4 separate regions of the Mus musculus genome follow, and regions 1, 2 and 4 are each linked to region 3. The links are chromatin contacts, called in public promoter capture Hi-C maps. All regions are on one chromosome and are shown on one strand. The core of a region is the stretch at or near the end of the contact, and the rest is flanking DNA. Distances in the headings are between cores, read along the strand shown. Region 1 holds the start of Zdhhc5 (zinc finger, DHHC domain containing 5). Region 2 holds the start of Zc3h15 (zinc finger CCCH-type containing 15). Region 3 holds the start of Dusp19 (dual specificity phosphatase 19). Region 4 holds the start of Ssrp1 (structure specific recognition protein 1).

Region 1 (6,010 bases), core at 575-3,074, 4.1 Mb after region 3:
TTACTACAGGACGAAAGCCACACAGACTAATTCTGCCACGGTACAGTACATGCAATTATGGAACCGCATACTGAAATATAAATGAGACCATCGTCTGAAATGTTAAGATAGATATTAGAAGGGACAAGATAAAATAATTTATTGGGTATAAATATCAACACACCAAGTCTTATCAAAGGAATGTGGTGCAGAAAGAGAAGGGACGAAACCGGAAAGGCGAGTGTGGTTCATCAGTCACAAGCTGGTGTATCCACAACAGTATCACTAAAGTGGACAAGAATGTTCGTGACACATGCTGACTGAGGGGGAAAAAAATCACTGAGTGAAAATATGTATGTATAAAACAAACAATACAGAGCCAGGTGTGGTAGCTCTCGACCTCAATCCCAGCACTTGGGAGGCACAGGAAGTCAGAACTCTGAGTTAGAAATCAGCTTGGTCTTACAAAGTGAATTCCAGGGCAGCAACAGTTATGTACAGAGATCCTGTCTCAAAACAACAACAAACAATTCAAGATGTGTAGTTTGAAGACTTTCATAAGGTTTGATATAAGTAGTTCCTTTGGAGCAGTGCAGTGGACAGCACATGTATTATTTGTTAAAATAACCAAACCTTATAGCACAGAACACTAAATTTGAATATATAGAAATGGAGATGTCATATAGAAGAATGAATACATGCTATGAAGGAAAGATCCAAGAAGAAGTTTAAAAAGAGTATTATTACAGATCGACGTAGGTGCCCAAGTACCTGGCGATAGAATTCTTACAAACACTAGATGAATTTGTATGCATTCATGAGCACCGGACAGATCTGTCTGATACAAAGCAGGCTCACACTGGGATAAAAGGATGGAGATCTAACCTAAGATTATCCTGGACAAGATGGCATTAACCAGGAAGTAAACCCAAGAGGACAAAAATGGTCTGCAATGTAACATGTATCTATTCTACGACTACTTCTAATAACTTTAGTCACTTTCTTGTTTCTCGTTTTAGTGGTTTCATTTGGCCAACTGGTTAAGGAACTTTAAACTTCCCCAGGAATAGACGGCTAGTGATAAAATACTGTCAGATACATTCAAGCCCTACTTGTAAAATAAAGTACAAAGTACTAAAAGCATAAAAGCATGGAGCACCTGGCTGGTGGGGGGTAGGGAGAAGCAGCCGATGGATGGGAGAAAGAACAGGTAACCACAGGACGAAGCTCTAACCAAAATAAGGACCAGTGGAGTGTAGGGCGAGGGGCCTGAACCGCGGAGCGGTAAAAGGAGTACAGTCCCCGGCCGGCAGCTGGAGCAGTGGGAGTCATCACCGGGGGCAGGACTGACTACCCCTGGCCCAGAAAACACGGAATCCACCGCGCGCAGGGCCCGCCGGAGCTGAGAGAACCGCGGGCCGGGGAAGGAAGGGGCGGCGGCTCCGCAACTGGGCAGCCGGGCACCAACCGGGTCCAAGCCCCGGCGGGCGGCCGCGGCTCTCTTAGTCTGCGGGCGTCCGTTTCGGGGCCCGTACAGCCCGAGGAGGGGTAGGGCCTTAACCTCCTCCCCTCCGCGGTCCCCCTTCCCTAGAGGTCACTCTCCCCTCCCACCTCACTAGCCCAGCACTTCCGGTTCCGCAGGGGCCAGCGTCCCCGGTACTCACCCCCGGCGCGGCGCCCGTCACCGCCGCCGTCGTTGTCACCGCCGTCGTTGTCGCCGCCGCCTCCCAGCAGTGCCGTCTGGCCTCTGAGAGGCAGCGCGCGGCCCCCGCACGCTCCACGCCCGCCCCGCCGCCGCGCGCTCCCGACGGCCGACGCTCGCCTCTGTGCGGCCGGCGCGCGGCCGCTGCCCTCAGCCTCCGGTCTGTAGCCTCACGACGTTCCCATTGGCTCCCGGGCGCGGGCGCGGGCGCGGGCGACGTCTCTCGCGGGGCACGTTCTTCTCATTCATGCGGCTCGCGCCGCCGAGCCCGCCCCCGTTCACTCTTCCATTCACCCCCTAACCCCCGCCCCCACGGCGCTCTAGAGCGTGCGCGCGACCGCGGGCGACCGCGGCGACCTCGCCTTCTGATTGGCTGCAGGGGCACGGCGCCGCAAACACGTAGTGACACGGGAGCGCGCGCGCCTGGCCGTCGTGTCTGGCTGGATGGTCGGGAGAGGGGACATGGCGAACTGCGCCGGTTTGGGGACGAGGAACTGGTCTGGCGAGATCTTTCTCTTATTTTGTCCGCTTTCCCATTTGTAGTGTAGTCAAGAAAAACTTTTAAGCAAAAAAAATTCTACGTATGTACCGGAAGTGCTCAAAAACAAGCAGATGCCCTTTCTTAGTTCACCAGCCTCCTCCGAGTTGGCCTGGTACAGTCCTGAAAAGCATCTACGATAGCCAATCACCGTTAAGCCTTTCCGGCTTCCTTCCTTGCCTCTTCATTCATTGGTGTGAGGATTCGGTCGGGCAGCCCCTCCAACACACACACTTTTTTTTTTTTTTTTTTTCTTTAAGGACTGAAACTTTATTTAAAACAATCCGTTGGCGAAAGCGTCAGTGGGGTAAATTCTCAGACCGTGGCAGAATTCCTGAGTGGTGGTATGGCCTCACCTATGGAGGAAGGAGGCGCACGGCCCATTGAACAGTCTGAGGAGAGGGTTCTGTCCAAGGCTGGGTTAGATGAAGGAGCTCGGCTGCTATCCCTAGATTTACAGTGCTTGCCGATGGAGTGAAGCACTGGGAGTGCGCGGTGCGAGGCGTAGACACCTCCACGACTACACGAGGAATGGGCGCCCTGACCTCACCCAATTTGAGAAAGCAGGCTGAAAAGAAAAGTCTTTCTAGAATAGCTCCTGTCCCTGGCGAGCTGCTGGCTAACTCTCCGAAGATCGCGGCACTACATTTTGCCCTAATTAAGCCGAGACGGCTGTGGACCCGGTGGCTTTGCCATAGGGCTCTCCTCTTACAGCTTCAGGCCACCTCTCATTTGTAAAGGAGCTCTGTTACATAACAGCCCTTCAAAAAGATATCCCCGAGCCGCTTCCCTGAAGCGAAGGTCTCGTTCAGGGTTATTTCCAAGTCCTGTCATTGTTTCCTTGACTTCACTTCAAATGTTACTGATTTAACTTTGACACTTCAGCCTTAGGCATCCAGTTAAAGAAAAGAAAAAAAAAAATCTACCCTTTTTTCTTTAGACTCTAGTCTTATCCCTTATCATTTTTACTACTGGCTTAAATGCAGCGTTTATTGGAACCGTTACGAGCATACATGTTTTAAGGAGTGGAACTTTATTTTGAAAAATCCGTTGGCGAAGACGTCTGTGGGGTAAATTCTCAGACCATGGCAGAATGGTGGTATGGCCTGGGCTGTGGCTCACACATCACACATGGAGGAAGTAGGTAGCACGGCCAATAGAGCGGTCTAAGGAGAGAATTTTTAAAAATCTTCAGCATTATGAATAATTTTAAAGTATTATTTGGAGGTACAACATTTACCCTATCAAGTATATTCTGCCTATAAAATAATGTTTCCTTAAGATGGGTCAAATTTCATTTATTTCTCTAGGATTTTAAAGCTTTATTTTCTCTACTTAACAAGTGAAGCATTCTTGATTTTCCTACCTTTTTAAATAGGAAAACTATTTGTTTGAGACAGAGAGAGAGAGAGAGAGAGAGAGAGAGAGAGAGAGAGAGAGAGAGAGAAGGCAGACAGAGTTCAGGCAGCTTTTGGGTGTTGGTTCTCTCTTGGCTTACAGATAGGAGCTCAAGTTGTCAGTCACGCCTAGGAAGTCCTTTCACCCACTGACCCATCCTGCCAACCCAATTTTTCTACAAAGACCTGTGTGAATCATCATGTCTTTTGGCCAGAGCATACTAAATGGAAAAAGGGTTCCATCATCCAACCAGAGGTACTGAATACCTCAGGGTCACTAGGGACATTAGACTACTGGATTGTCAGCCTAATTTTAGCTGGATGAGCACTAGCAGAAGCATAATCACTGTCCCAAGATATAGTGACAATTTTAGATTTTGGTTTCTTTTTTTTTGGAGGGTGGGGAGGGTTGAGACAGGGTTTCTCTGTATACTCTTGGCTGTCCTGGAACTCACTTTGTAGACCAGGCTGGCCCCAAACTCAGAAATCTGCCTGCCTCTGCTACCGCGCCCTGCTGGATTTTGGTTTCTTTAAAAAACACAAAAATATAAGACTGTGTTTTCCTTTTAATTCCAGATGTAGGAATAAGGTGCTGCTTTGGACTCTCTCCAGCAGCTGACTGACTGCCCAGTGCATTATCAGAGGCATGGTTTTGCCAGCTCCAGACAGTTTCTGTGATTGTGTGATGTTTGGAATTCTAGGAACTTTTCAGAGGGTATATAAATGCTAGCGCCCTGGTATTGGTGGTTGTTGGTCATTCAGGTTGTGGTTTGTTAGTAGTAGTGCTCAAAGAAGAAACGAAAGAAAAAAGAAATTAAGATTCTCTCTCTCTCTCTGTCCTTTCTATCCTATCTAGTGATAGGAGGTGAAACTGGGGGGTGGGAGGGGTGGGGAATGAAGGTGGCAAAAAAGAACCCACAAAGGAGCAAAGACACCAAGGCATAACAAGGATTCCATTTTTCTTTTTTTAATAAGATGACTTCTGAAAAATAGTCCAGAGTAAAATGAAGACTAAAACAATGTATTAATTATCCAGATCATCATATTTGAAATAAATTACTTTGACAAATATATCAAATAATACCTAACGCTTTTTCTCTAGTGTCATTATGCTTTTTCAAATCCTCTCTTCCCTTGAATTTTCTCATGATTATAAATTGCCAACCAGTGTCACAGGTCAACTTAGCAAAAAGAATACTTTCTTTTGGCATTGTAGCAATAAATGCTTTTTTTTTTTTTTTTTTTTTTGGTTTTTCGAGACAGGGTTTCTCTGTATAGTCTTGGCTGTCCTGGAACTCACTTTGTAGACCAGGCTGGCCTTGAACTCAGAAATCTGCTTGTCTCTGCCTCCCAAGTGCTGGGATTAAAGGCATGCGCCACCACTGCCCAGCAATTAATGCATTTTTAACCTCTTCACATTAAAATACTCTTTACTCCCTGCCCTCATTGAACTCTCCCTGGAACTGGGGATGAAGCTCAAAGGCAGCGTTTTGGCTTAGTATTTGCAAGGCCTTGAAGCCTTGGCAGAACCTGAATCTGCTAAATCCCCTTTACTGAATTTTTCCCCTAGGTGTTTTTGTTTTTTGTTCTTTTTTTTTGTTTTGTTTTGTTGCTTTTTTTTTTTTTTTAATTTTGTGTGGTAGTAGTGGCACATGTATGGAGGTCATGTTTTTGGTTTTTTTTTTTTTTTTTTTGCTTTTTTTTTTTTTAATTTTGTGAGGTAGTAGTGGCACGTGTATGGAGGTCAGAGGACAACTATGGGAGTGAGTTTTCTGTCAGGTTTGGCAACAGGTGCCTTTAGCTGCTAAGCCATCTTGCCAGCCCTCCACCCCGTTTCTTAACAAAAGTTTCTTGGAAGATGAACCTGCACCTGGCCTCCCCAATCTATTTCAGTTGGGCTTGTGGCTCCACCATTCCAACACTACACTTTTCAAAGCTTCGACACATACCAATGCTTTGGGATCCAGAGTGAAGTCTTCTTTGTTAGTCCCCAATATTGCCCAACTGTCCACCCCTGCTGTTCTGTTTTGCTCTGTTTTAGGCAGTACTGAAAAGGGAATCCAATGTCTTATGTCTGTACCACTAAAATTGCATCCCAAACCCATTTGGTCTTTTAATTCCATCCTGTTTCCTGTTTTCCACTTTCACAGTACCTAAATTACTAAATTACACTGCTTAAAACATCTCTGTATTCAAAGTTAGTGGCTGTCATGAACTTTCAACCCGAACCTGTTCTAAGGCTCCAAATGCTGAACTTCCAGTTAGATGAGTAATGACTCAGATATCAACAATACCCAAACTCACCTGCTATCTCTTACTCCCTCCTGTAGTTTCCTGGCACCTGGGCACCTGCAATCCCAGGACTTAGGAGGGCAAAGGTAGGAGACCAGCTGG
Region 2 (6,513 bases), core at 2,325-4,824, 3.0 Mb after region 3:
AATAGGGGAGCAGGGCAGGGGGAAGGGTATAGGAGGCTTTGGGGATAGCATTTGAAATGTAAATGAAGAAAATAAAAAATAGTAATGCCTGCTAGAGTAGGATTGTCACTAATGTAACTATAGAATGGTCGTGAATGTAATATAAAAACCTTAAGTTTATGGAAAAATAAAAACCTGTGATAAAACCATTCCTACATGGTTAGAAAGAAAACATTTAAGTAATAGGGTTACACCATCAAAGTTGTATCAGAGGACTTATTTTGAGAGTAATACTGGGTGAAGAAATTGGAACAAGATAAAGAAAGTAAAAGCCCCCTCAAAATAGTCCAAGTGAAAATGCAGCCTTGAAATAAGATTGTGCGATTGAAGGCAGGCATCTGAGTTATACTGAAGAGGAGAACAATGTGGCTCATAAGAAAACACTTGCTCACCACATGTAAGGCCTCCAATTCTACCCAAACTGAGGGAGGAGGGGCGTGGCTATGATTTGACTAAACTTGGAGGTTGAAGAAAAAAAAAAACAGTCCACTAACACTTCTAGCTATGGCACCTACATGGAATAGAGACTTTTTTCTTTACTTTTCTTTCTTTGTACAATCATATATGTAAGACCTTGAAAAAGCTCTAAGGCATGAGACATAGTGGTATATGAAGGTGGAAAATAGGAAAAGTTGGCCTCAAATGAGGAATATCAATTGAAGTGACAGAAGCTAAAAACCATTCACTCCTGTGCTAGGGAAAGTGCAGACTCCTAGCACTTATTGCAAGAGGACATGGGAAAGCACCGGAAAGCTATTACTAGGGAACAGGCATGATTGATGGGGGTCATGAAAAGTGGTTTAGGCTTCAGTGAAGCAAAACAATATTTGGAAACTGTACATCTCGACTTCTTGACAAATGCCATAATAGTTATTATAATGGTAGCAAGAAGTATTTCAAACAGAACCAGATAAGTTATCCACTTAAGAAAATGTTATGTCACTGTAGGTTGCGGTGAAGGGTTACAGTACAGAAACTCAAATTGACAGGTTAAAAGAGATTTTACATGCTCTGCTGGCAAGTCTTTTGTCATAGTTTATTTTGGAGGGGAAAATGACTTGAAGGAGACTGTCTGAAAGTCAAAGGACTTGAAGCATTAAATATTTAAATAAAAACACTTCTAGAAGGTACCTTCCCAACTCAGGAGATGAGTCAGCAATTTACATGGTCAGTTAAGTTAGCCTTATTTTTATCAAAAGATTTGGAATAAAATAGCTTCTGCTCACCACAGTGGCAATGTCTATACTCTAGTCCTAAGCCTTACCAGAGTACTACTACCAGAGTACTACTTTGCTGGGGTTTCCATAACAGAGTACTACAGATTTGATACTTAAACAAGATGGAGGCTATATGCACAGAGTAAGGTACTATGCAACCCAAGCTGGCCTTGAGCTTGCTGTGGCCAAAGATGACCGTAAACTTCTGATTCTTCTGTCTCTCCTTCCCAGGTGATGAGATTACAGGCTTGTGCTACCATACCTGGTTTGTATGATGCTGGAAATTGAACTCAAAGCTTTGACTTGCTAGACTCCGTCCTATCCCTGTGTTTGTCCTGTTCCTGTGTTTGCTTTCTTCTAAGGCCTCTCCTTGACACAGACCTTCCCGCTATGTCTTCATGTGATTTTTCTTGCTTCTGTGCACAATATAGATTCTCTCTTATACCAGGGCTCATAACACAAATCTGCAATTCCAGCTATTCGGGAGGCTCAATGGGAGGATGGCAAATTCAAAGCCAGTCCAGGCTAGAAGTTCAAGGCCAATGTAAACAACTTAAGGAGACCCTGTCTCAAAAAAATTTTAAACTCAATTTTTCCTTTTTTTTTAATAAGGACTCCATTCAGATTGGATTAGGTCTATGCTGAAAGTCTCATTTTAACTTACCTATTTCCTTTATAATGCCCTTATCTCCTAATGTAGTTACATTCTGAAGTAGTAGACGTTGTGAGTTTTGAAAACACAATTCAGCCCATAACAGTTCAGTCCATAACAAATTTTGGTTATAAACAACTAAAACCAACTCTAATTTCCATATAAGAGAATATATTAAGAATATTGGTCACATAGTCTAGCATTAGCATGGGATAGGTTTAGTTAGAAGTTAGGAACAAAAGATAATAGTGAACTATGATTTTTCAGCTATGACTGTGAAATTCTAGATTGTTTACAACTTTTCCATACTTACGATTGCCATAAAAAAATTCTTTAAAATTAGAGACATTAAATGAATCACTAAAAAGGGGGATATTAAGATTACTACATTCTGCTACTACAGGAATTCTTAATCAACTTCTGAAGAATAAATAATACAGAAAAGTAAACTGTCACAGTGTTCCACAAAGGCTCCTGTTGAGTTGGGTGACACTCCTAGGGAGAGTGGAACACATGAAGGGAAGTAGATCACTGGGGAAAGCCCTTGAAAGGAATATTGGGTCCCCTGCCCCTAAGTGTCTCTTTTTGCTTTGGTTGCCATCAGATGAACACTGTCCATTTCCCTCATGGTGGCATTAGGGTTCCAAAGTAGTTTTCTGCTTATGAAATTGTTGAAAAACTAATAACTCCCTTCTCTGGAAGGATGATTCTTCTGTTAATCAATGTAGGTAAAACAGTAACCATGCAAAAGAACAGCCATTCATTGTGTGCTTTTTTAAAGTCAGTATTTGGCTGAATAAAAAATAGTAGATTCATTTGCATATCAAAAGCCATACTTTTGGTTTAGTCTACAATATAAACAGAGCCCTGAAGCAAGACTAACCAGGCTGAAATTCTTATCTTGGATTTTACATTTAGCCACCTTTCTTTCTGCGTTTCATCTCAAACAGTGCTAACAGTTAACCATTCGTACCTCAGTGTAGATGTAATGAGTGAAATCGTGTGTGTAAAGTCATTATGGAATTTACCAAACACTTAAACTAACCTTAAATTGGGCTTGGCCCATACTGTTAGGCTAGTTTGACATAGTAAAATAGTGATTTTTTTTTTTCCGGAATCGTTAAGGCAGCCCCCTAAAATTAGTACAGGACTTGAAGAGAAACTAAGGATTTCACCCACTAGGACTCCACGTCTGACGATCTCCAAATGAAACTTTATTTCTTTACGCAACTTCATACTGAAGGTGCTGCATTGCAACCCTGCCCCTCCAGAGGACAAGACAGTAGCTCATAATTGATGCAGCCGCTCCGTGATTACTCAAGATGGTACTGTCCAGTGCTAACTAGATCTAGAACTCTCTACGCCAGGGGTCTATACAAGTGAGGTGAGGAGGCATCACTCGCGGTGCTAATGAAGGACGAAGCCAAGCAAGTGGCAAGCGCCTCACCAAAAGGAGGCGTCACACGCCGCGCCTTTCCCAGTTCCCACGTCTCATCCACGCCCCCTCCCGGCTCGGCGCAGCCGGAGCGCACGCGCAGCTCCACTTCCGGGCGCCTCGCCTCGCGCCCCACAGTGCATAGCGGCGCCGTGCTGTCGCAAAGGCCACATCCGGGCGGCGAATGAGCGAGTCGCTTTCCGTGCGCTGCGGCGGCGGCTGGGTCTTCCTGCTCCCGCCGAGCTGCCGGACGCCCCGACGGTAGCCATCTGCGTCGCAGTCGGCCCGGTGCCCCCCGCCTCCGCGATGCCCCCCAAGAAACAGGCTCAGGCCGGGGGCAGCAAGAAGGCGGAGCAGAAGAAGAAGGAGAAGATCATCGAGGTACGTCCCCTCCCCCTCCCCGCCGCACCGGGCTGGGGCTCGCCGGGCTGCGGAGCGCGGCTCCCCGGGGCCACGTGTCGGCGCCCGGCCCGGTGGGCCCCGACTGAAGTGGTTCTCGCCGCCCCTCATCGCTGTAGTGAGGCCGCTGCGCCCCCGCGCTCGCCGCGTCTCCACCCACGCGCCCGCCGCGCCCACTCGGCCGCCCAGGGACCCCCGGCCCGGCCTTTCGATGCTCACGACTTTCCGCGGCTCCTCGGGCTGTGCCTGAAAAAACAAGCTGAGTGGCGCTCTGGAAGGCCCCTCCTGACTGACCTGACGCCTTGGGTTTGGTTTTTTTCTTTATCAGGCAGTGAGAGGTAGCGCTGTTCATTTTCAAGAGCCAGCGGACTATTTACCACTTTTTTGTTGTTGTTGTTTCTTTTGGTGTTTGGTCCATCTGGAAACTTTCGTGTCAAGAACAGAGGTTTCCCAAAAAGCGTGGCCCAGCGGTTTTGTACAGAATGCTTCGTTCATACATGGAGTCTGAATTAAACGTAGGCTCTGTCACAGTACCTATGTTAAATTGGGAGCTCCCAGTTTACCTACACACACACACACACACACACACACACACACGAGCGTCTTTTAATGCATTGAACTTGTAGGCATTCAGTGAGTGAGGCAAGGTACTGATGTTCTTAAATGTTCCTCAGGTTACAACGATTGTCTACTTGAGTTTCCTTAAGATAGGTAATGAAATTTCACATTCGATAAACGTATTTCTTCCATACTAATCCTCATTTAAAAGTAAATGGTACCTCATAGACTTGGATGTAGTTGGAAGAAAAGATGACTATTTTACAGCATCTGAGTATAAAGTAACCTTTAGTAGGCTCGTTCTTATTAAAATAGCCAGAATGAATGTTTGGGGTTTCGAAATGAGATGTTTGCTTATGATCGTTTTTTTTCAACATTTGATTGTTATAGCCTTGAAAGATAGAAGTGAGAATTCGCCAGGGTTCCTTTATACACGCTAATGAGATTAATCTTTTGTCAGATTGTATGTAGTTAAAGTTGGCTGATTTAATTTAAATAAAATTAATGTGAACACATCTAATAATTTACTGACTGTTGGAGTTCTAAGGTAGAACTGCCGTAGCCAAACATCTGGAAGCAAAACTGTTGCCAAGCAGTGCTGGTGTGTGCCTTTCATCTCAGTAGACAGTTTGCCTGGTCTACAGAATGGCCAGAGCACACAGAGAAACTCTTGTCCAAGGGAAAATAAAAGAAAGAAAAATAATTGTCACCTTTACATCTGAAGAAAAAAATCAGGATTTGGGAGACTTAAATCTCTGGGAATAATAATCTGGTGGCAATTCAATATTGTGCCAACAAAGGACATTCAGAAATAGCATTTTACTTACAAACTACTGAGATTGAATAAATATAAAATAGACCACAAAACAGTAAAATTTCCATTCAAAAATAAATGTTACAAAACATTATAGAATGTATTTCAGGCCACTTGGACCTATAACCACTTTTAATTAATGAGACTAAAGGGTTTTTTGTTTCGTTAATTTTTGTCACCTGACAGTGGAGATGACACTCAGAAGGGCAGAGGCAGGTAGAGCTCTGAATTCAAGAGTAGCCTGGTCTACAGAGTAAGTTTCAGGACTCTGGGCCTGCGCAGAGAAACCCTGTCTCGATCGAAAGACAACAGCAAAATTAAAGTTATTTATAATAGTCTATTAGCCCTAAAAATCATGAATATATTTTGTCTTCCTTCATCTCTAACAAGATTTCGTTGGTTTTCTAGGGGTTGTACCCAAGGCATCACATTCTAGGGGTGAATTCTACCACTGCTCTGTACAGTCTTAGTCAAGAAGGGTTGGTTGGTTGGTTTCTTTAGTGGTTGCAATATTTTTGTTTTTGAAGTAAAGAGAACTCAACTTTAGCTTTCATTAGTGAAGACATCTCCAAAGATACATTCATTAATGCTGACATGGTGGCATACACCTTTAATCCTACTGGGGAGGCAGAAACAGGTAGATATCTTAGAGTTCTAGGCAAACCTGGTCTGCAAAGCAAGTTCCTGGACAGCCTGGGCTCTGTTACACAGAGAAACCAGTTTCAAAAAAAGCAAAACAAATAAGATAAGTGCATTTAAAGAAAGTATTGATTAAAATTATCCTAATACATGCAGTAATAGAATTAAGCCTAGTTTGGTTTATTTTATAATTTCTCTAACACCGTAGCATGTCTTGACAACTTTTGGAGCTATGCAGTGAGTTTATATTGTGGCTTCTGAGTTGAATTTCATATAAAACAAACAAAAGAAAATTATGTGTGTTTCCTATTATTCTTTTAAGCTGTCTGGGATATCATGGATTTACTATGAGTATGTATTTTCTCCTTGAAATGAATATATCACATAGTATTGTAAAGTTGAAGTTTTATTCTCCATTCACATATTGTTCCCAAACAGTATATAACATTTGTTTACCTACAGCCAGAATAATACTTTGAAATCAGCTTTGAGCAACAGAAATTCTGATCGTAGACTAAGCAGAGCCTGTAATCGCAGCTGAGGCACAAGGATTTCAAGTTTGAGGCAAGCATAGACTACATAGTGAATTCCAGGTCAACCTTGGGTGCAGTACAAAATCCTGTCTTAAAGAACAAAAGAAAAATAAGTATAATTCTTGACTTGGGTTGGGGGTGTGTTTGGATTTAGGGCAAGCAGATTAAAAAAAAAAAATATGTCCTCTGAGGACATGCAGCTCTGAAGAATAGTAATCTAGACTGCA
Region 3 (6,225 bases), core at 2,216-4,715:
GTTACAGTGACCTTTTAGAATTGTACCTAGTTAGGCTAAGATTACCAGGTCTCTAAGTTCCCACATCAATCATTCAGGGGTGTGACCTCAGATAGGATCTTTCTGAAGAGGAGGAAGACCTTGAAGAAACTGTCCCTTGGCTGGTCAATAATATTCAGAGCAGTAGAAATAGCAGGCATTTTCTCAAGAGGCTTCTGGTTAATTCAGAACAGGGCCCATTGGTCTCACTCAGACTACAGCTCTCACTATCTCTCAGTCCATAGCTCCATATATATATATATATATATATATATATATATATATATATATATATATATATATATTTAAGTAACTCACTAAACCCATTAGCCACCTAGCCTTATCTTGGGCCTCCACACCCACCTCTCCTACTCCTCAATATTCTCCTGTCTGGACACTAGCTGAAGCTCGTGTCGACAGTAAGTGTATTTTAGACATTGGCTATGATCTTTTACCCAGATACTGACTGCTGAATGTTACTCAAGTCTATTTCAAGATTTATTGTATTGAATGGGCCTTCTCTCACCAGCCCGTGCTCCATGAAACTACGGAAGTTTTATTCCTCCCATGAGCATGAGTATAACAGCATCTCCTGGCAGTGCATTACGATGAAGTAGCCTTACATTCAAAGAGACTGGATCTGTATCTGGACCTCACAGCCAGTGAAGAACACATTCTGAGGTCACTTAAGACTCAAGACTGGGGACTGGAGAAATGGCTCAGAGGGTAAGAGCACTGAGCTGCTCTGTCTGAGGTCCTGAGTTCAATTTCCAGCAACCACATGGTGACTCACAACCATCTGTATTGGGATCCAATACCCTCTTCTTGTGTTTGCAGACAGCAACTGTGTACTCACATAAAATAAATTCGTATGATACTGTGTACAGCCTGTACACTTTAACCCACTTTAAAGAAAACATGGTAATGCTGGTGCTGCTGGCATATACACACCTTTAATCCCCCCACTCCGGAGGCAGGGGGGATTAAACAGACAGGGATACACAGGGAAGTCCTGTCTGGAAAGACAAAACAAAACAAAGAAAAATAAAGCAATGTAACTATCAACCTTACTTGCCTGGGATCCCCCATGTAATTACCTTTAAAACCTAATGTAATGTATAGCTGCAATCTAAAATTATATAATTATTAAAATTAATATTATTCTATGGCCCTAGCCCATAATAATGTGTATCATTTGCTGAAAGCAGCAAATGCAGAGGTTAAAATCAATATTATAAAAATGAATATCCAACATATATGTTGAAGATGCATTTGTATATTGACTGATAATATTTGTAGTACTATCTGGGTCAGTTGGAGCCAATGACTGATTTGCTTGTAAACCTCTACTAGAGATTTCTATGAAGTATGTCATTCCTTCCTTAGGCGATGCTTTCAGTGCTGCTTGAAAGACACAGACACACACAGAGATGAAACACACAGTCAGGCAACAGATAGGCACACAACGACAGTCAGAGACACAGGTACAAGTACAGATACAGATACACAGAGACAGATACAGATATACAGATACTGGGACAGATACAAGGACAGGGACAGAGTGGCAAGACAGCCTCCAGTCAGGCACAGATTCAGACTCATACAACAGACAGAGGAAGGAAGCCATAGAGGGTATGACGTACATTTCAAATCTGGACTCACTCTTGGTTCAATGGACCCTAAAGGGAAGTACCTTTATTTGTTTTTGTTTTTGTTTTTGTTTTTGTTTTTGTTTTTGTGAGACAGGGTTTCTCTGTGTATCTCTGGCTGTTCTGGAACTATAGAGATCCACCTGCCTCTGTCTTCTCACTGCAGGGATTAAAGATGTGTGCCACCACTGCCCAGCTTATTTCTCTTTTTAATGTGATGCTGATACATTATTAATTATTAATCAGCATTAATCAGAGTTAATTATTACTGTATTTAATCCATGCAGCACCCAGTTCAATTAATATTTGTTAATACAGTTACTGTAATTTTGAGGGCAGTGCAGCATTCCATAGTAAAGAAACCATGTTTCTCCAGTTGTAAACTATATATATAGTTTGTGGTAAAGTAAAATGACATAATGTCTAAAGTATTGTTATATGCCGAGTGCATATCATTAAGTATGTGAAATTTGTTAGTAGAGTGCTGGGTATATAGTTAAGTGCTCATTGTTAGATACATGGATTGATTTATAGTTAGAGCTGTTTCTGAGGAGCCTGTGGTCAACTAAATGAAGCAAACAATTTACAGTTCACTTTGGAATCCCCAGTAGATATTGTGGGCAGATAACTCCATTTGAAGGAGAAAAACTTTGGCTCATATCTCAGGTGTCCATAACAAAAACTACAAACTGTGTAGCTTAAGCAAGAAAAATTTACTTCTTGTGGTTTGGAGGCCTAGAAGTCCAAAATCAAGGTGCTGGCCTAAGCAAGGCTCCTGGTGTGTTTGTTCCTCTTCCTTGACACCCACTTCTCCCAACATCCTTCCTTAATCTTGCTTCATCTAGTACAGTTTTCATGAAGCCATTAACCTTGTCGTATGTCTTAATATAATACTAATTATTTCCCAGAGGTCCTCGCTCCAAATATTTGAACACTTGGACTCATAATTCCAACTCATTTTGAAGGGGCACAAAAATTCAGCCCATAAACTTTGTTTCGAAAGCAACAAAATGTTTGTATGCAGTGCTGAAGAATACATTTTTCTAAATCTTAACGTTATGCACTGTACTTAAATGATCTTAAAATTCCATTTTATTAAGGGTTAATAAGGAAAATTTCAGTTGAAATCTTGCAGTCCCCGTTTGCAAAAAGCAATCGTCTTTTGTAAGCAGAATCGTCATTCTATTCATCTGTTTGGTAAATGTTTATGCTTTTCCCAACTACGTATAGACTTATTACCATTTACTCTGTATAAGGCGTTGAAAAGAAGGAATACACATATATTTTAACCCTTGCTAGTCTGTAGAAACATATACTTAAAACAACTTTTTAATGTAGATTCTATTCAGTTGGAGCCTCACTAGCAGACTCAGTGGTTCTATCTAGTCAATGTTTCTTCTAGAACTAACGGCAGAGAAAAAAGTGAAGGCAGAGGAAACGAGGGGCAGCCCCTGGGGCCTTAGGCTTTTGTGAGTGAGCCACAGGAGACTCACACTGGGGTGGGAAAAGGCCGTGAGGTCAGCTGCTGTCATCTCCGTAACCAGTCTAACACTTCCAGAAAAAACGAGACATCAGCTCTCTCCAAATGAGTCTTAGCAATGAATATTCCCCCACCCCCACTCCCGCTCCCCGGGTCCAAAACTAAGCTAAGATTAAAAAACCAAGAGTGAAGGAAGACACGCCCAGATAAAAAAGCATCTGAATAGATCCGGAAGACCCCCAACTTCCGTCAGATGAGAAACGGCATCCAATCGGCGCCCGTTTCTTAGCAGCCAATCAGCTCTCACCTTACAACGGTGCTCGGGAAGCAGGCCTGGGCTGTGCTCTTCTCTGGAAGGGGTGAGGTTGTCACTGCAGGGGCCAGCTCCAGTAAGTGGCTAGTGACTGACTAGCAGTGCAGTGCCTTTTTTGTTTTGTTTTTTATTTCTTTTTTCTTGAGCTTGCTGCTTTTCCTTCTCCGCTCATGTAATGCACTCCCTGAACCAAGAAATCAAAGCATTCTCCCGGGATAATCTCAGGAAGCAGTGCACCAGGGTGACCACGCTAACTGGAAAGAAACTTATAGAAACCTGGGAAGATGCCACAGTTCATGTTGTGGAGACAGAGCCCAGCGGTGGGGGTGGTTGTGGCTATGTGCAGGACCTTACCTTGGACCTGCAAGTTGGCGTTATTAAGCCCTGGTTGCTTCTGGGTGAGTAGACTGACTCGCCACTTCCTTGTGGAGTCCTAGGCTGGGTTCCTTTGCCATCAGCTTCCCCTATGCACACTAATTCCCTATGCACAATAATATCAGCTATCCTGATGTACAGTTGAAATGTTTACTTTTTTAGGTTAGGAACAAAATAGGGACGTGTCTGCCCGCACAACCTTCTTCTGAAAACATAGTAGCACTTTGACACCTGATGATTGAGTTTTAGAAGAAATGTTCCTCTGTTTTTCTAACTTTCTTTAAAAGATAATGGGATGTTGTATTTTCTTGTATTATAGAAAAGACTATATCCTTTAAAAAAAATGCAAAAAGCAAGTGGCTCCTTGGCTGTTGAAGGGATGTTGAGGGCACACGTCCTTCCTGTGGCTGCATCTGCTCGTGGTGCCTGTCTTTGGGTGTTAAACACAGGGCTTCTGCTTCATAGCTATGAACCCGATGGTCTTATTTCTTGTGCTATGGAAATACTGAGTTCGTATACAAGCATCGCCCACAGATAACAAAAGAAACAAGCTTGTAAGAGAACTCACTTGTTACCTTGTTGATCTGGGATGGTGTTCTGTAGAAACCAGCCTGTTCCATAAGTCTGCATTGGTGTGCATTTATGAATGAGAAATTAACACTTGGACACAGAACCAGGAGTTAGACACACCCACAATATGAACTATACACAGCATATAATTGTTTTAAAGATCTTCAAATAGGGATTATCTTTATATTACAAACAGGAATTGGCATTAATATTGGTTAAGTAATTTGCACAGGCAATAGATTCAGTAAATAGCAGAGATGTCCAAGGGGATTAGGTCTAAGTCTGACTGACTCTTGCACACCATCATAGTACTATGTTGTTTAAGGCTGGACTTACATTAGGTGTTCCAATTCATTTATCCTCTCAAAACTGCAAAAACCCATCTGCTTACATTATTTTTTAGTTTGTTTATTTTGTGTGCATGTGTGCATAAGTGTATGCGCGTGTAGTGTGTGTGTGCATGGCACTACACCTCCCCAGCTCCTGTCTGCTTTCACTGAAGGGACATCCTATAAGGTTGTTTTGGCATTGTGATTTTTTTTTTTCTTTTGGCAAAACTCAAGTCCCACCATGTATCCTAAGAACTGTCACATACATTTTCTCTAGATTGACTCAATGAATAGGACCAGATAAAATTTGCAGTTTAGAGAAAAGAAAAATACCATCTTCTAACCAATGAAAAGCAGAAAGTGAAGTGACTTTTGGCTGAGCTGGCTAGTTCAGATCTTATGTCTTCATCTAAGAATGAGATTATTTATATTCATACTTTGCAACCCCCCCAAGCGTTTTCTGACCTCCACAATTGATCACCAACTCTATCTCTGTCTGTCCTTTGTCTGTCTTTCTCTCTCCCTCTCACCCCCTCTTTGTCTTTCTCTCTCTTATGTACACAATAAACAGAAAAAAAAGTAAGTGAATAAATTAGCAAATACTTTTAAAAAAAAAGAATCTTAATTGGCTGCAATTAGAGCTGTCTCAGAAGCTGAGAGAGGATAGTAACTAGTTCAAGGCCTGCCTGGGCTCCAGAGTGAGGTCGGATTGAGCAACATAGTGAGAGTCAGTGATAGAGTACTTGCTTCAACGCCACAAGCACACCTAATACACAGCATTTATGTTTATATCAATATTGTCTTAATTTGGAAGTCACTTAGAAAGTAAAGCAACTATAGTCGACCTGACCTGTCTGCTTCAGATATGGAGAGAGAGAGAGACAGAGACAGAGACAGAGACAGAGACAGAGACAGGGACACAGAGAGAGAATTACCAAGGCAGTCAGTGTAGGGTGAAAAGGGAAATAATTTCATTTAAGTTATGTTACAATTTTTTATTATTTTAAAATAGAAACAGAATAGAATAATTAGTTTAAAGATATATTAACTACTAAACTAAAATTAATGTATCTGAACCTGTTTACCCATCCCAACACAGTTAAAACCGAGAATCACCTTTTTAGTCATGAAGTATTTCCAATTGATAAAAGTCACAGGATGGTGAGAGAACAGAGTTTCTGTACCCACCACACATATTTACCAAATGCTCATATTTTGGAAGTCCAGCTTCCAAGTAGACAGAAGCAGAACACACATTCTGCTGACCAGGTTTAGTAAGGAGCCTCTCAGCTTGGAATCACTGTGTGCTTGTGACCTCTTGGTTATCATGTGAGAGAAGCTGGCTGATTCCTAGATATGGAAGGGGATGGAAAAGAGCATTGTTTATGGAAATGGAGCCACAGAAAAGTAAAATTCTCGAAATCCTTTATTGCGAATGTCCTATTTGATCATTTGGGAAACCTGCTATACTCTGTCATTCATTCTTTGCTT
Region 4 (6,531 bases), core at 169-2,668, 4.4 Mb after region 3:
CAGCTGCTTTGTATTCTCCAAAGCCCCTTGTAACTGCCCACTCTTGAGTTAGCTCATCTGCCTGAGCCAAGAACTCCACTCTTGAGTGTCTGTCGATTTCTATCTAATAGCACAAATAGGGAGAAAGGGTTCTTGACAGTTCTGTGTCTCCTGGGAGGAAGACACGCATTTCTTACCATCTCCTCCTCTCTGCCCTCCAGCATCTCATTATGTTGTCTAACTTGTTATGTTGCCATGTTTCAAATTCACAATCCTCCTGCCCCAGTCTTTGAGTGTTGTGATTACAGATTTGTAATACTACAAAGCGGAAAGTCGCTTATTTCTAACTCTAGTTGGTTGCAACTCTTCAAGTTGCACAGAAATTACTGAACTCCCTCTCTTTTTAAACCCCGAAGTTATTAAAATCTTTTGTTAGGGTATGTGCTCCTAAGAGGCTGGGCTATTTTAACGATCTTCAACAGTTTTGTCAGATCCTAGAAACGTGCTGCATTAATAGGTTTTCATTATGTCTTAAGCCCAGTTTGACTTAGCTAAATAGTGCTAGCAATGATAGTGGTTAAAGCCACAAGCACCGAATGACAAAACACATTTTTATCTATATCATATCCCAGGACTGAGTTAGCAAGTCAGTGCAGTGATATTTCAGGGAAACTGTGGGCTTATCCTGTCTTTGTGTAGGACATATGCTAGCAATCACTCTAAACCCTGAACCCTCATGATTATAAAAGGCTGATGTTAAAGAGTCTGTGTTCTAGGTTCCAGTTTTGATGGTAATGGACTGACACCCAGTCGCAAATCTTTTGTGGTCTCATTTTTCTCATCTGTAAAATGAGATAAACTCAAGCATCTCTGTCAGACCTGGCTTCAGATTTTGCAAGATGCACTCCGGTGCTATGTGAGGCCATCCGGGCTTCTGCCAACGTAGGCTGATGTGATTTCAAGTAAGTTCTAGCTCAAAGGTAAATCCGACACCACCACTTGAATTTAATGCAGCCATCTGCTAGGCTCTTCCTGAGAACCCACAAATTAGGGATATGGACAGGATAGTGTTGGGGGTAGGTGAACTCACTGCAGAAAGGATCTGATCTACTTGCCAGGGTACAGCTGGAAAGCAAGCACAATCGCCGACACCCGCATCTCCTTTGCAGCTAGTGGGGCTACACCTCTGTATTTTTCTTGTTCAACAGACTCCTTCCCAGATTATTTCACAGGAGGGAGGGGCGTGCATGATTCCAACAAACATACAAACCTGAACACCTAATAAAACCGCATAATTTCCCTTCGGAATCTAGTCTTTGAAGAGCAGCTTGTAACTTTCTAAAGAGTGTTCCCGTTTTCTAGTCAAGAATTCAGCCGCGTGGGATTCCATAGCAAGCCTCTCGCTTTAGCCGACCAGGGGGAGTGCCGACGCTCTAGGCGAATGTACCCGTTGGTCGGCCCGGATGATGCCGTTCTAGCCAAGTCTTCCTCTCTATGGTCCGTGCGCGACTTCCGGTGGCGGGACGCGGGGCTGCGCACGCGGGAAAAGCTTCCCCGGCATCCCTTCCCCCGCATCCCTACCCCCTCCCCTGCGTCCCCCTGCGCCCACCGCCCTCACTGTGCCGTCGCGAGGCTGCAGCTCTTAGAGGTGGGTGGTCGCGATCCCTGGGCCCCTGGTGTGCATGGGCCCCGCTCCCCCGCGGGACGATCGGAATGGATCGATCCGCGTTCAAATTCGCGGGCAATGGGCGAATCCATTTTAAAAGAAGGGGGAGAAACGTAGATTCACGCGGGGCCCCGGGGTGGTGGGGTCTCTGCGATCAGGACACTACCCTCTGAGCGGAGTTGAGGTGCGCTCTCTGAGCGGGTCTCAGGTTCCGCCGATTGTTGCCGTGCCTGTCCGTGGAACGTACCGAGAGGGTGTCGGGTTGGGGTGTAAGCGCCACTATAGGCCTGGTTCTGCACCTAGGGTCCTGGGCCTTGGCCTCAGGAGCCCTGCAGAACGGGTCAGTAAGATCCCCAGGCAGCAAAGAACTTGAGACATACCAGGTACATGGCTGAGCGGAGTAAGGTGGCGTTGTTTCTTGCTTATCAGTCTCCTTCCCGAATTCAGATTCCCACCCTGCTGGACATCTACACAACTAACCAGGAATTGGGGCACAGCATCCAGAGAAGGGTTCGTTTTCTCTGGTGCAGCCTAGGGCTGTGTGCTCAGGCCACCACGGGCAGGTGAACATGGCAGAGACATTGGAGTTCAACGACATCTTCCAGGAGGTGAAAGGGTCCATGGTGAGAATGGCTTGGGCAAAAGAAAGGCAGAGAGGGGGAAAGAGTTCGAATCTATGAACGAAAAGCTTAACTCTGACTACTTTTTTGGAAACAGTGTATCAGTGTGTCCCCCAAGCGAAAACGTGAGCAAAGTCTCAAAGAGTTGCAAGATGTTGAGTTTGTTGAGTTGTATTAGAAAACCAGGAAACTGGGGCCCTTACAGGGTTTCTGATGCCAGAGCCAAGCTTGCAGTCTAGACTTAATGTCTGTTGTGTCTTTTAACTTGATTTCACCACGACCGCTTTTCAATTGATACTCTGGCCATCCTGCATCCCATGGGTAAGGGGTAGAAAGGATCCACTACACACTACCCTGTTCTGATTTTGGGTCTGTATTTTGGGCAGAATGATGGGAGGCTTCGATTGAGCCGTCAGGGTATCATCTTTAAGAACAGCAAGACGGGCAAAGTGGACAACATCCAGGCTGGGGAGTTGACAGAAGGCATCTGGCGTCGGGTAGCATTAGGCCATGGGCTTAAACTGCTCACAAAGAATGGGCATGTCTACAAGTACGATGGCTTCCGCGAATCGGTGAGCGATCTTGTTCTGTGACCCACTTTCTTTGTAACTGCCTTGTCTTTTTTTATTTTTAATCTTCTAGAGACAGTTGGCGTTTCTCTGATAATCATGTTACTGCTCATTTGGGTTCCTCGAAGCAAGGCTGTTGGAGACTATTGAACAAAACAAACAAACAAAAAAAACAGTGTTGTGTATTCAGTACACGTGTCGTGTACCTGGACTCCAGGAGGTTTTCTACCATCTTAACTTATACCATGGTTTCCACTTGCTCCCTCTGTCCTGGCTCAGCATCTTAGCTTGGTGCTCTAGGATTTTGCTTTTCCATTTTGAGCTGCTTTTGAGTTACTTGGTTTTAATATTCACTTTCATCAAAAGATCACCTACACAAAGTTTAGAAACTCAGGTGATGCATGTATCTGGGAATTTAAGTTTCTTTACTACTCTTAGCCAGAGGCCCAGAAAAAAAGTTTTTGTGGTTATTGTTAAAAAATATTTTCAGGGTCTGGAGAGATGGCTCAGTGGTTAAGAGCACTGACTGCTCTTCCAGAGATCATGAGTTCAATTCCCAGCAACCACATGGTGGTTCACAACCATCTGTAATGGGATCTGATGCCCTCTTCTGGTGTGTCTGAAGACAGCTTCAGCGTACTCATATATAAAATAAATAATTTTATTTATTTATTTATTTATTTATTTTTGACAGGGTTTCTCTGTGTAGCTCTGGCTGTCCTGGAACTCACTCTGTAGACCAGGCTGGCCTCAAACTCAGAAATCCACCTGCCTCTGCCTTCCAAGTGCTGGGATTAAAGGTGTGTGCCACCACTGTCTGGCATAAATAAGTCTTAAAAAATAATTTTCATTCGTTAAAAAGTATTTATTTTATCTGTATGAGGCTTTGCTAGCTTGTGCACCATGTGCATGCCCGGTGCCCACAAAGCTCAGAGGAGGGCATTGGATCAGCTGGAACTAGAGTTACAGACAGGTGTGAACCACTGTGGGGCGCTGAGAAGGACTCCAAGGTCTTCTGGCAAGAACAAGTACTCTTAACTGCTGGGCCATCAGGTCTCTAGCACTTAAAAGGTTTTAAGCACAAAGGTTAAGGGAAGGAAAGAGGCTTGGAAGAAGGACATCCTTGAAGAGTAGGGCAGAAGGCATCTGGGTTCTAGAAACAGTCTCCACTAACAAAGGGAAATTGTTTTGAAACAGTTTTGGAGTTGGTATACTCAGTTAGCTGAAGTTCCTGAGGAAGATACATTGGTGACCTGAGCTAGAGACTCTCAGGACCTGTTAGTTGTGTTGAGACCCAGAGGTTTAACTGGATCTGCATTTTCTCCGTTTGATTTACAGGAGTTTGAGAAACTCTCTGACTTCTTCAAAACTCACTATCGCCTTGAGCTAATGGAGAAGGATCTGTGTGTGAAGGGCTGGAACTGGGGGACAGTGAAGTTTGGAGGTGAGTGGGCAAGCTTGAGGTTTGGGGAGAAGGTGGGGTGAAGGAGGGCCTCAGATGGTACCTTTCTGTACTCTTTCCTTGGTTCTGATTGCTAATTTCAGTTTGTGTGTTTAGCATGGGTTTCTCCAGCATGTACGGTCCATCAGGCACTGTGCCTGGTTTTGGTACGGTGTGAACAAAGTTCCTCCAGTCCTCTGACCTCGCTCACGGGCCTCAGGACTGGTGGGGATGCTTCCGAAGCCTCTCGGGGAGGAGTCTGCGATGTGACAGGCTCTTTCCTTACAGGACAGCTGCTTTCTTTTGACATTGGTGATCAACCAGTCTTTGAGATACCCCTAAGCAATGTGTCCCAGTGTACCACAGGCAAGAATGAGGTGACCCTGGAATTCCACCAGAATGACGATGCTGAAGTATCTCTCATGGAGGTGCGCTTCTATGTTCCTCCCACGCAGGAAGATGGTGTGGACCCTGTGGAGGTGAGGTTTCTTCACGTTGGGCTGGTGGAGGTTGCTGAATAGACTTTGGCTGGCTGGCCTGGGAGCAGAGGCCAGCTGTTTGAATACCCACCTGTGTTCACAGGCCTTTGCCCAGAATGTTCTGTCAAAGGCAGATGTGATCCAGGCCACCGGAGACGCCATCTGCATCTTCCGGGAGCTGCAGTGTTTGACTCCTCGCGGTCGATACGATATCCGGATCTACCCTACCTTTCTACACCTGCATGGCAAGACCTTTGACTACAAGATCCCCTATACTACAGTTCTCCGTCTCTTCCTGCTACCACACAAGGATCAGAGACAGATGTTCTTTGTGGTGAGCAAACCCCTCATGGGGTGCCTGGTTTTGCCTAAGTTTTTAGTAGATAAAGGTCATGCTGCCTAGAGGTCCGTGTTGTTCAGTCGCCTGGGCTTCAACGCAGCCGTGCCCGCTTGTCCTTTTCAGATCAGCTTGGATCCTCCCATCAAGCAGGGCCAAACTCGTTACCACTTCCTGATCCTCCTCTTCTCCAAGGATGAGGACATCTCCTTGACTCTCAACATGAATGAGTGAGTGTCTCACTGGACTTCCTTCTTGCTGCTATTTACGTAGGAGGCAGGCCCGCCGTTGGACTTCATCTTGCTTTGTTTGTAGGGAAGAAGTAGAAAAGCGCTTTGAGGGGCGACTCACCAAGAACATGTCAGGATCCCTCTATGAAATGGTCAGTCGGGTCATGAAAGCACTTGTCAACCGTAAAATCACAGTCCCAGGCAACTTCCAAGGGTAAGAATATGGGCCGAGGATGGGGATGAGGCGGGAAGTGTTGCCTTAGTAAAGAAGTCTCTCCTGTGATGGGTGTGCTCTGGTAGAAGCCTGAGTGCCCTTGTGATAGGCAACACTTGGGTCAAAGCCCCCTAGTGGAATCTGCCCTTGGGCTCTGCTCCTGTTGGTGCTGACAAGGCTTCCTGCATCCTCCACCAGGCACTCAGGGGCCCAGTGTATTACCTGCTCCTATAAGGCCAGCTCAGGACTCCTGTACCCACTGGAGCGGGGCTTCATCTACGTGCATAAGCCCCCTGTGCACATCCGCTTTGATGAGATCTCTTTTGTCAACTTTGCCCGTGGCACCACGACCACTCGTTCCTTCGACTTTGAGATTGAGACCAAGCAAGGCACTCAGTATACCTTCAGCAGCATTGAAAGGTAAGGACTCTGGAATTCACTCTGTAGACCAGACTGGTCTTGAACTCAGAGATCTGCCTGCCTCTGCCTCCTGAGTGCTGGGATTAAACGCATGCACCACCACTGTCCGGCTTTAGTTTTTTTATATTATGAAAGCTGTTTATGCTTCTAGCCCGTTCCTCTCCATTTCCTCTATGGTGGGAATATTATCTCTTTCTTGGAATGAGCTCTGTGCCCAGGAACATAGCAACTAATGTTTATTGAGTACTCAGCTGAGGGCTAAACATTTTATGGAATCTCCTTGTTTAACCTTCATAACAGTCCTGTGAAGGGTGAAATGCAGACCAGTAAAAAGATGAAACTCTCTTCGTACAATGCCCTGCTCTGTGCCTGACTGGTGACTAGCTATACGTCTGCTGGCCTTTTCTGTCCCAGAACTCTTCAGAGCTGTATCTCACCTACTGATGTCCTGCGTAGTATAGTCATGAGTTCTAGCCCCACCCAGCCCGACAGTATCAGAACATGGTTGAGCCCTCCCGAGCTGGTCCCGAGCTGGTCCTGACCGTTTGTTAATGCTGTTTGTTACCCCCCCCCCGC

Evidence for each region. Promoter capture Hi-C pulls out the DNA fragments that hold promoters and counts their contacts.
Region 1: a contact with region 3 is called in a promoter capture Hi-C map of maxillary cranial neural crest. The contact joins the promoter of Zdhhc5 here to the promoter of Dusp19 in region 3. A contact is called at or near these places in 2 of 39 promoter capture datasets (maxillary cranial neural crest and pre-B cells).
Region 2: a promoter capture Hi-C map of pre-B cells shows a contact between it and region 3. The contact joins the promoter of Zc3h15 here to the promoter of Dusp19 in region 3. A contact is called at or near these places in 2 of 39 promoter capture datasets (cranial neural crest and pre-B cells).
Region 4: a contact with region 3 is called in a promoter capture Hi-C map of cranial neural crest. The contact joins the promoter of Ssrp1 here to the promoter of Dusp19 in region 3. A contact is called at or near these places in 3 of 39 promoter capture datasets (cranial neural crest, maxillary cranial neural crest and pre-B cells).

What each region holds. Positions count from the first base shown.
Region 1 is chr2:84,713,340-84,719,349 of GRCm38.p6, forward strand. It overlaps Zdhhc5 (zinc finger, DHHC domain containing 5), which reads right to left and starts at 1,825. Exons shown (of 12, transcript NM_144887.4): 1 at 1,644-1,825.
Region 2 is chr2:83,641,004-83,647,516 of GRCm38.p6, forward strand. It overlaps Zc3h15 (zinc finger CCCH-type containing 15), which reads left to right and starts at 3,575. Exons shown (of 10, transcript NM_026934.3): 1 at 3,575-3,724. The coding sequence starts at 3,650.
Region 3 is chr2:80,613,749-80,619,973 of GRCm38.p6, forward strand. Dusp19 (dual specificity phosphatase 19) reads left to right here and starts at 3,466. Exons shown (of 4, transcript NM_024438.4): 1 at 3,466-3,858. The coding sequence starts at 3,636.
Region 4 is chr2:85,035,702-85,042,232 of GRCm38.p6, forward strand. Ssrp1 (structure specific recognition protein 1) reads left to right here and starts at 1,419. Exons shown (of 17, transcript NM_182990.4): 1 at 1,419-1,627; 2 at 2,093-2,268; 3 at 2,652-2,837; 4 at 4,173-4,278; 5 at 4,564-4,754; 6 at 4,858-5,088; 7 at 5,218-5,321; 8 at 5,407-5,535; 9 at 5,734-5,955. The coding sequence starts at 2,215. It overlaps P2rx3 (purinergic receptor P2X, ligand-gated ion channel, 3), which reads right to left and starts at 133. Exons shown (of 12, transcript NM_145526.2): 1 at 1-133.